Regions from separate parts of the Oncorhynchus mykiss genome. Here all the other regions are linked to region 2. A link is a contact called in public Hi-C data. All regions are on one chromosome and are shown on one strand. Each heading gives the region's core, a stretch centred on a gene start, on an enhancer-like site or on the middle of the called end of the contact. The rest is flanking DNA. Distances are from core to core; before and after follow the strand shown. Region 1 overlaps sesn1 (sestrin-1). Region 2 holds the start of foxo3b (forkhead box protein O3B). Region 3 holds the start of sesn1 (sestrin-1).

Region 1 (2,700 bases), core at 179-2,678, 130 kb before region 2:
GCATGCTTGTGGCCACGGCAGAGGATGAGGAGTGTGTGCCATCCAGAGACGTATCCAGGCACTTTGAAGACCCCAGCTACGGCTACAAGGACTTCTCCAGGAGAGGAGAACATGTACCCACCTTCAGAGTGCAGGTATATAATACACGTGTGTGTACACACACACACCCGTTCAGGGAGAGCCAGAAAGAAAGAAAAGGAGAGAGAAAGTGAAGAGGTTTTTTTTTTCTCAATAACTTCAAGATTACATTTTCTAAATGTTACCATGTTACCAACATTTTCTAAATGTTACCATATGGACTATCTATCTGATTGATCAATTGATATCCAGACATTCTGATTAACTCCTTGCTTTCCTCTCTTCAGGACTACAGTTGGGAGGACCACGGCTACTCCCTGGTGAACCGTCTGTACCCTGACGTTGGTCAGCTGCTGGATGAGAAGTTCCAGATGGCCTACAACCTGACCTACAACACCATGGCCATGCACAAAGACGTGGACACCACCATGCTGCGCAGGGCTATCTGGAACTACATCCACTGCATGTTCGGCATCAGGTACGTCACTCACTGGCTCTATACAAACACAAATCTACTCATGTAAATGTACATATTTCATGATGTAATATGCTAGATTCAGTCAAAAGAAGAATGTTATCACGTGTTTAATACATTGACAAAGTGCAGTAATTTCGTACAGTAATGTAGTTATTAGTAAAGAAATATCTATGTCTCAGGTATGATGACTATGACTACGGGGAGATTAACCAGCTGTTGGACCGCAGCTTTAAGGTCTACATTAAGACCATGGTGTGCAGCCCGGAGAAAACCACCAAACGAATGTATGAGAGCTTCTGGAGACAGTTCCAGCACTCCGAGAAGGTGAGGGGACAACTTTCTATTTTATTTCTTATTCCATGGGTTTCTGTTAGCATTTAACATTTCTATATAGTTTCCTCTCCTAGTTGTTGATCTGTGTGACTGGAGTAATGTTGTGGAGCAGTTTTGTAATGCGTTCTACTCTCTCTTTCTCCCTCACTCTTCCAGGTCCATGTCAATCTGCTTCTTATGGAAGCGCGCATGCAGGCAGAACTGCTCTACGCTCTGAGAGCGATCACCCGCTACATGACATGAAATGCTTTTGGCGTTTATCATTGTTTTTTGCTGTCATTGTCTTTGCTCTCGTGGGACACTTCAGAAGAAATAAACCAAGGGGTGAAAACAGAAAATGAAAAAGATGAAAGGTAACCCTGTCTGTCGTGACGAAGCTCGTCCTCGTGATGTGGAAAGAAAAATGAACAGAACAAAAAAAAAGCAAATGAAAGAATGAAAAAAAAGAACTGCAAAAAGAAAAGTCATCTCAACCTACTTGTGGAAAGATAAGCTGTCCTCTTTACCTGCAGTGCCAAAACTCACCATGAGGAGGCAGCCTGGAGCAGACACTCTGCTGGGCCAGAGGAAAAGAAACAGATGACACAGGCCACCCTTCCAGTATTCTAATACACCTCAGTGGATGATGTCAATAGAATCTCCATATAGTGTGAAAACCCACAGCAAATCTCCAGAAAGCAAAGCAGTTCATCAGTCTGCACTTGATAATGTAGCCACTGTTTTTTGCTTTAGTCTTTTTGTATTAAGAGAAGTTGTTATCATCATGTGGTTGTTGTTGCGGTAACTGGAGATGATGGAAGCATTATTTGGCCTGTGTGTTGGTGTGCCTGGTTATGTCATACACCACAGTATAGTGTGTAGAGGTGCTGCCTGATACTGCTGCTCATGTAAGCAAGGGGTCATATTGACCCCCCCCCCCAATCCTCCCTCCCACCCCTAAGAACCCTATCCATCATAAACCCACAGCATTACCCCCCCCCCCCCCCCCTTCCCCATACCCCCCACCCTGAAACTGTTTGTGTAAGCTAACCCAAGAAGTGTGTGAAAGCGGAGAGGTGTTGGAAAAACTAAAAAATAACACTGTCTGAGCCCTATTTAGTTTGACTGTACGTATGATGAACCCATTCTGTATGAGAGACTGATGTCAGTGACAAATATCATGTGTGGATGTGTGTGTAACTCCATGTGTTTTACAGAAAATATAAAGGAAAAAAGTGTGTTGAAATTTCAAGCAACAAAAAACCAGGAAGAAAGCGAGGTCATTTGAAGTGTGAAACTTCTTGCCTCTGCTGTAGCTCTTTCCATGTGGTGACTGTTACAGTGTTTTGTTTCTGGTAAAAAGCTTTGTCCTGTAAGAAAAAGAACATGAAAGCTAAAACAAAATGGTCTTCCAAGGGGATTGGCTTCCGGTTGTCATAACAATGACCTCACCTGTCTGTCTTCCGCTCACCCTCGACCTTTGACCCTGGCCTGGGCATCCTAACACTTTCAAAGCTTTGGGTATTGTGAATTGTACCAGTAAATAAATACCTCTTCTGTTTTCTTTTCTATCGCATTAAGAAGTGCTCTTTGGCGAGCAGAATGACTCTTTATCATTCTGGGTCGCTTGGCTTTCATTCGTAGGGAGCCCAGTTGGTCCTCATTGGACCGACTGTGATCGATACGGTCCGACTGCAGTCGGTCATAGATGTGCTTGTTCCCTCTGTGGGAGCCTAACCAGTGCAAACACAGTTTTTTTTAAACGAGGGGTAGACTCCACCCTTTTATTTTTGTTGACTAATAACAGTAAAGTACTGCATTCTACTGAGGGT
Region 2 (2,700 bases), core at 187-2,686:
GGTCAGCATATGATAGATTCCCCCACGCGTTCCTGCGCGACGAAGACTTCCGTGGAGTCTGCGAACCCGGGCCGCTGGTGCCGAGTGCGCCCGAAGTGGTCGTGGGGGAGTGGGAGGAGAGCGGGGAGCCTCCGTTCTCCTGTCCAGACAGCAGTCCTTCGGCCGTAGGGCTGTTGCTGTTCTGGTGGTCTGCTCCCACGCTGGAGCTGGTGCCATTGACGTTGATGGCCATGGAAGTGGCATGTTGTTCCTCTTCATCATCCTCTTCTTCGGGTATAATGTCAGTGTCGTTGCTTTCTGGTTTCCCCGCATTGGACTCGGGTCGGGGCAACGGCCAGGTGCACGATCTTGGCCGTTTTTGTGGCTCGAAGTCTGGGTCTATGGCCACGTCCAACTCATGGAAAGGACTGGGAGTTGGGATCTCGGCCATCTCTCCTTCAATTACTAGTTCGTCCCCGTTGCCCGCTGATAAAGTCAGTAGATAAGTAGTGGAGAGCTGTCAAAGTTGCATTCCATGAAAGCACGCCCCCGTCCTTTGTTGCTATTCCAGACCAGCAGTCCCCAAGGGTCACTGCAAACTCAGCGCGAAATTATAAATTAAATCCTCCGTATTAAAAAAAGAGCATCAATATGCTGTTCAGGGTGGATTTAAAACGTAGAATGTCGTGGACTATTATAAATGTATTAACACCATAACTGGTAAACTATGGCTATTCTCCTTGGCTCAAAAAACAAGCCACAGCTACTTCACGTTTGACAATCGCAACAGTTCAAAACGGGTTGCTGCATATTCATGGTATTTCTCCTCGACTGGAGCAATGGTAATAATAACAGTATAGTGTGTACAGTTCGGTTCACGAGTAAATTATAAACGGTGTACCACGGGTTCGTTCATCAATAAGCGGTTACGCGTTCCTTCCTTGCACGTTCAAGATCAAATCCCGCACTGATCCAAAATGACTGAATACACCTATTGCCACCGTGAAAGTGAAGCTGTGGCCAGGACACAGTGCAGCCCCCTTTCAGGGCTGCCACGGATAACCGCGCTATGGTGAATTAGATGGCTGCAACACCAGCGATTAATTACCGCATAGTTCTATTCCAATTGTCATTGCTGCCATTTGAACAAACTCCCTTTCGCTTCCAAGTCCTTTCTACTACCAGACTGCAGACAGGAAACCTGCGTTTGTTGTCAGTGTCGACAGAAAAACGAAAAGGAAATGAATAACCAAAAATTATATCTGTCTGTTCAACGTCGCCTCTACTGACCACGCAGCACAGTTGGTATGGAAAACGAAACGCCACCTCACTCTCAGTTACAGTAGCCTACCTCTCCAGCAGCACACATAAACACTAACCTATCTGCTTAGCATATTCCGTCTTAAGACAGCCCTCAACAAGCTCGAAGTTATACAGCAACAGCAGCAATAGGCTAGTAGCGTTGCCACCCCCACTGAAAAGGCAAGCCCCCTGGATTCAGTATACGAGATCGCCCTTTAAAGAGACACTGCTCCTAAGCATGTGTGCACTAAAGCAGTGGATGCTGCTGAGGGGAGGACGGTTCATAAAAACGGCTGGAACGGAGCAAATGGAATGGCATCAAACACATGGAAACCATGTATGATATTTGATACCATTCCACCAATTCTAATTCCGCTCCAGCCATTACCACGAGCCCATTCTCCCCAATCAAGACGTCACTAACCTCCAGTTGGGGCGCGCAGGCATGTCAAGGCAAGCAGTGTGTGGAAGGATACAGAAATAGACAGACAGATCGTCAAAATATTTTTTTACACTGATAAGAACACAAAGAATATTCAAAGTTGGACAGAGGACATTCATATTTAATTCCAAATAATTGTATTGCTCCTTCTGGAAATGTTTACAATTCATAAGTTAATGACACAGGCTACATTAGGACAATCATTTATACATATTGTTGACATATATTATTGTTGCCACTTCCTCTGTAGCACACTATTACAATGTAACAACTGACATACACATGTGTAACAACATAGGCAAATACCAGCAGGTGTGTTTATATTCCTTGTATTGGGTATTACACTTCGTTCATGACATGCACATGTCATGCATTCTATCAAATATGTCAATGAAAGTCTCTCAGTCAAATTGAGTAATTTTAAAAATGTCTATCACTTGTCCCTTTAATCCGTGAGCATGGGTGCCAATCAATCTCGACAGCGCTCGCAGAACACGCCCCTTTCAAAACAGATCGACCGCTTCAAACATATGACGTCATTCCAGTTATAATCAAGAGATAAGGGAAAAATCCTATACAGTTCTCCGTTCTGTAAAGTGATACTTCGGAGTGATCTCCCTCCCCCACCACCTCCCTCCTTGTCTGTACGAAAATATCAGCAGTAGCCAGCCTACATACGTCTTTGTTCCAGAGAAGATGTTGTGTAAATTGCCGGTCCACCTTGCAGGGACACGCGGTCTCGATTTCTGTAATCTGTACAGAAATTATCGTGCTCCACCTGTGCGAACTGCGCTGTATTCATCAATGAATTCTTGGAACGGTTGGTATTGATTATGACTGGATAATAACGATCCGATATAATAGTTCAGAAAAAACACGCACACATCCTGCAAGGCATTACTTGTGTAGTTATGGCTTTGAATTTCACATGGAAAACATCCACACTATTTCATTTATTATGATCACAAAGGAAATAG
Region 3 (2,700 bases), core at 120-2,619, 200 kb before region 2:
GCGTGACAACCATGACCCAAACAAAGATAACCGGCTGCAAACAGCAGCACTTGCATCGCTAGCTAGCTAACGTTAGTTACGAGGAAGGATAGCTTGCCAGCTAGCTATGTGTTGACTAACTAACGTTAGCTAACACGAAGCATGTCTAGAGTTATTTTGCTAACTTAGCTATGAAATTGTCTCACCTGATCTTGATAAGCCTCCATATGTAATGGTAGAAAAAATACCCTCGAAATAAAATACAAATATATGACATGTATTATTTATCTGGTTCCGATTTGTTGACTTTGGATGGCTAAACTTCCAAACGATGACAGCAGGCAGTTCTTACAATGAACATTTCCCTCCTACACTCTTCCTTTTACCGCTCTCTGGTTCAGCCTGCGCAGTGGGTTCTCTGCGCACAGTTTATTCTAGGCACTATCCACTCAAAAGATTGTCTGCTACAACAGATGTAGGGATAAAATAATACTGTAATGCAGACCCAGTATAATATATTAATCAAATGCGCTTGGAACCGGAGCATAACTTAAATGTATGAATTTATCAGTCTAACAAGATTTAAAAGTCTGAACCAATGATTCAATTGATTGAAGTGGCCCTTCAACCAAATTATGCAAAATATTTGGTCATGGAGAATATTAGTCGGAAAATTATATTTTCATACCATCAGAAAGCTGTCAAAGCTGAGAGGCAGGCAGCCTGTTGGCAGATGATGATGATGACGATGATGAGATGCAGATGAATGCGCAGATTTCTTCACATGCACACGTATGGGTTTTCAGAGCTTTGTGGTACGTTTATAAAGGAACGGAATAGCATGTGCCTGTCTGGCACTAGCCACCTGGTGACAGTCTTGAATGAGACAGCAGTTTTCCCACGTCCCACTGTGGTAATCTCCCCATCACAGACACCCTGGCTGGATGTTTAGTCCAAATTATGGCAAAAACCTCAAACGATGATGGCATTCTCTCCTTACTCTTGTGAATGGCACTATATTTTCATATATAAAAATACACATTTCTATATTCAAAGAGTTGTAATGGTGGCACTGTTGCAAATAGTATTTAAATGTCTGTGTCACCTGAGGTTTTGAATTGCTTGTCTGTGTAAAAGCAAAGTGGGGGATGTGTTCACTTCTAAAAATGTTGTTAATTTACATTTATGATAAACAAGGGGAAGGGGGGGCTCTGCGCAACAACAATCACTATGTCTGCTGGGAAGTGTATTTTTTAATACCTGTTCATTCCCGTTTTTTATGTGGGTCAGATTGCAAAAATAATCAAACTCCCATGTTTCCCCTGTCGTGGTTATGGGCACGCCGTACACCATACCTATTGGTGAAGATCTGCATAGATCCTCCTTCTTTGTATTATGCAGTAGACCATTGGACATGAGTCTTTCCAATCAACTGTCAACTCAAGTTGTTGCTCTGTATAATGAAATCTGCCTCCGTATTTCAGTGCAGACTCAAGACTTCCTACGGCTGCAAGATCTGTGCAAAATAATGTGAATCAAGTAAGTATTTGTGAATGACACCCTTCGTTTGTAAAATGTACTGAAAAATGAGGGTATATAACTGCCGTTGTGCTATAGATATTTGTACAATATTCCTGTTTTGTAACCAGCTAGCTACTGTTAAAAGGCTTAAGACAGAGAGGGCGAGAAAAGATTGAATGGGCATTTTGGCTAGCTAACCAAACCTGCCTTGTAAACCAGATACCACACATCTATAACTAGATAATGAGACTACAAAAACAAAGTGCAATGGATGTGGATACTGTCAGATCAGTGCCAAACATTTTGGAAGTACATAGGAAACATGTTTTTATTTTTGCATGTTGAACAACATTACTAGCTGCCAACGGACTGCAAAACGGCTAACTAGCGTTGTAGCTACAGCTAGCTTGTTGTTCTCAGCAGCAGTACTGTACAACTAGGCTTTCTTTGTTGGCAGTAACTTTCTGGTAAACAAACGACTGGTTTTCTCAGTGTTCTCCGTACAGGTTGGAAGGGAAGAAAAGTTGTCTGCATTGTCCATTGATACGCCCGCATGTTTTTTTGTCCGTTCCCTTTCACTGGTCACACACACACACACAGAAGCATCTTGGCAATACATACAATGTCCTTTTTATCCAGTCAAATTATTTTGTTTCTCATTTGCATTATCAATGTCAACTCTCTAGCTGCATTGTTGAAGTTGACTGACATTGTTTTAGAATTTTCATAAATATTTGTAGTTGTACGGTCTATTGAATGCATTTGGGGGATGCTAACGTAGGGTGTATATAAAGATTTTAGCATCTGAGTATTTGACAGCAAACGGTTGGTATTTCATGCACTTCATATTATAGCCTGCCACGAGAAATCAAGATAATCAGAATAAGATGGACATCCAGGATCAGGATGCCACAGCCAGATGGGAGGCTCTGGGCAGCCGTGACCCGAGATCCAGAGGCACAGCAATGGAGCACATCAGCCAGGAGGTGATGCAGAGAGTGGAGAGTATAGGGCCGATACCAGCCACCGTCCCCTCGCCTGTAGCTACTGCAGGGCACCCCACCAGCGACCTGAACGACATCCTGGCCCGTCTACTCATGCTGTCCAAGCGGTGCCCTTTCGATGACGTCAGAGAGCGATGTGTTTGGCTGCTGCAGAACGTTCAGGTAGGAGAACACGCATCGCGAGGTCGACAGATGT

The links. A called contact is a pair of places that touch in the nucleus more often than the background predicts.
Region 1: a contact with region 2 is called in a Hi-C map of liver, with 6 times the contacts expected there. The contact joins the enhancer-like site here to the promoter of foxo3b in region 2. A contact is called at or near these places in 2 of 3 Hi-C or Micro-C datasets (blood and liver).
Region 3: a Hi-C map of blood shows a contact between it and region 2, with 9 times the contacts expected there. The contact joins the promoter of sesn1 here to the promoter of foxo3b in region 2. A contact is called at or near these places in 2 of 3 Hi-C or Micro-C datasets (blood and liver).

What each region holds. Positions count from the first base shown.
Region 1 is chr4:26,752,458-26,755,157 of USDA_OmykA_1.1, forward strand. sesn1 (sestrin-1) reads left to right here. Exons shown (of 10, transcript XM_021600702.2): 7 at 1-134; 8 at 366-556; 9 at 736-880; 10 at 1,046-2,700. The coding sequence ends at 1,132. Among protein-coding and RNA genes, the nearest start is that of LOC110522364, 3.6 kb to the right of the region's middle. Within about 2 kb of position 1,429, at least 1 of the 11 cell types and tissues checked has an H3K27ac peak or open chromatin away from gene starts, as enhancers often do. A contact at or near this core is called in liver, where this site is marked.
Region 2 is chr4:26,881,416-26,884,115 of USDA_OmykA_1.1, forward strand. foxo3b (forkhead box protein O3B) reads right to left here and starts at 1,437. Exons shown (of 3, transcript XM_021600701.2): 1 at 1-1,437. The coding sequence starts at 430.
Region 3 is chr4:26,684,773-26,687,472 of USDA_OmykA_1.1, forward strand. sesn1 (sestrin-1) reads left to right here and starts at 1,370. Exons shown (of 10, transcript XM_021600702.2): 1 at 1,370-1,518; 2 at 2,355-2,666. The coding sequence starts at 2,388. cep57l1 (centrosomal protein CEP57L1) reads right to left here and starts at 839. Exons shown (of 11, transcript XM_021600708.2): 1 at 668-839. The coding sequence starts at 670.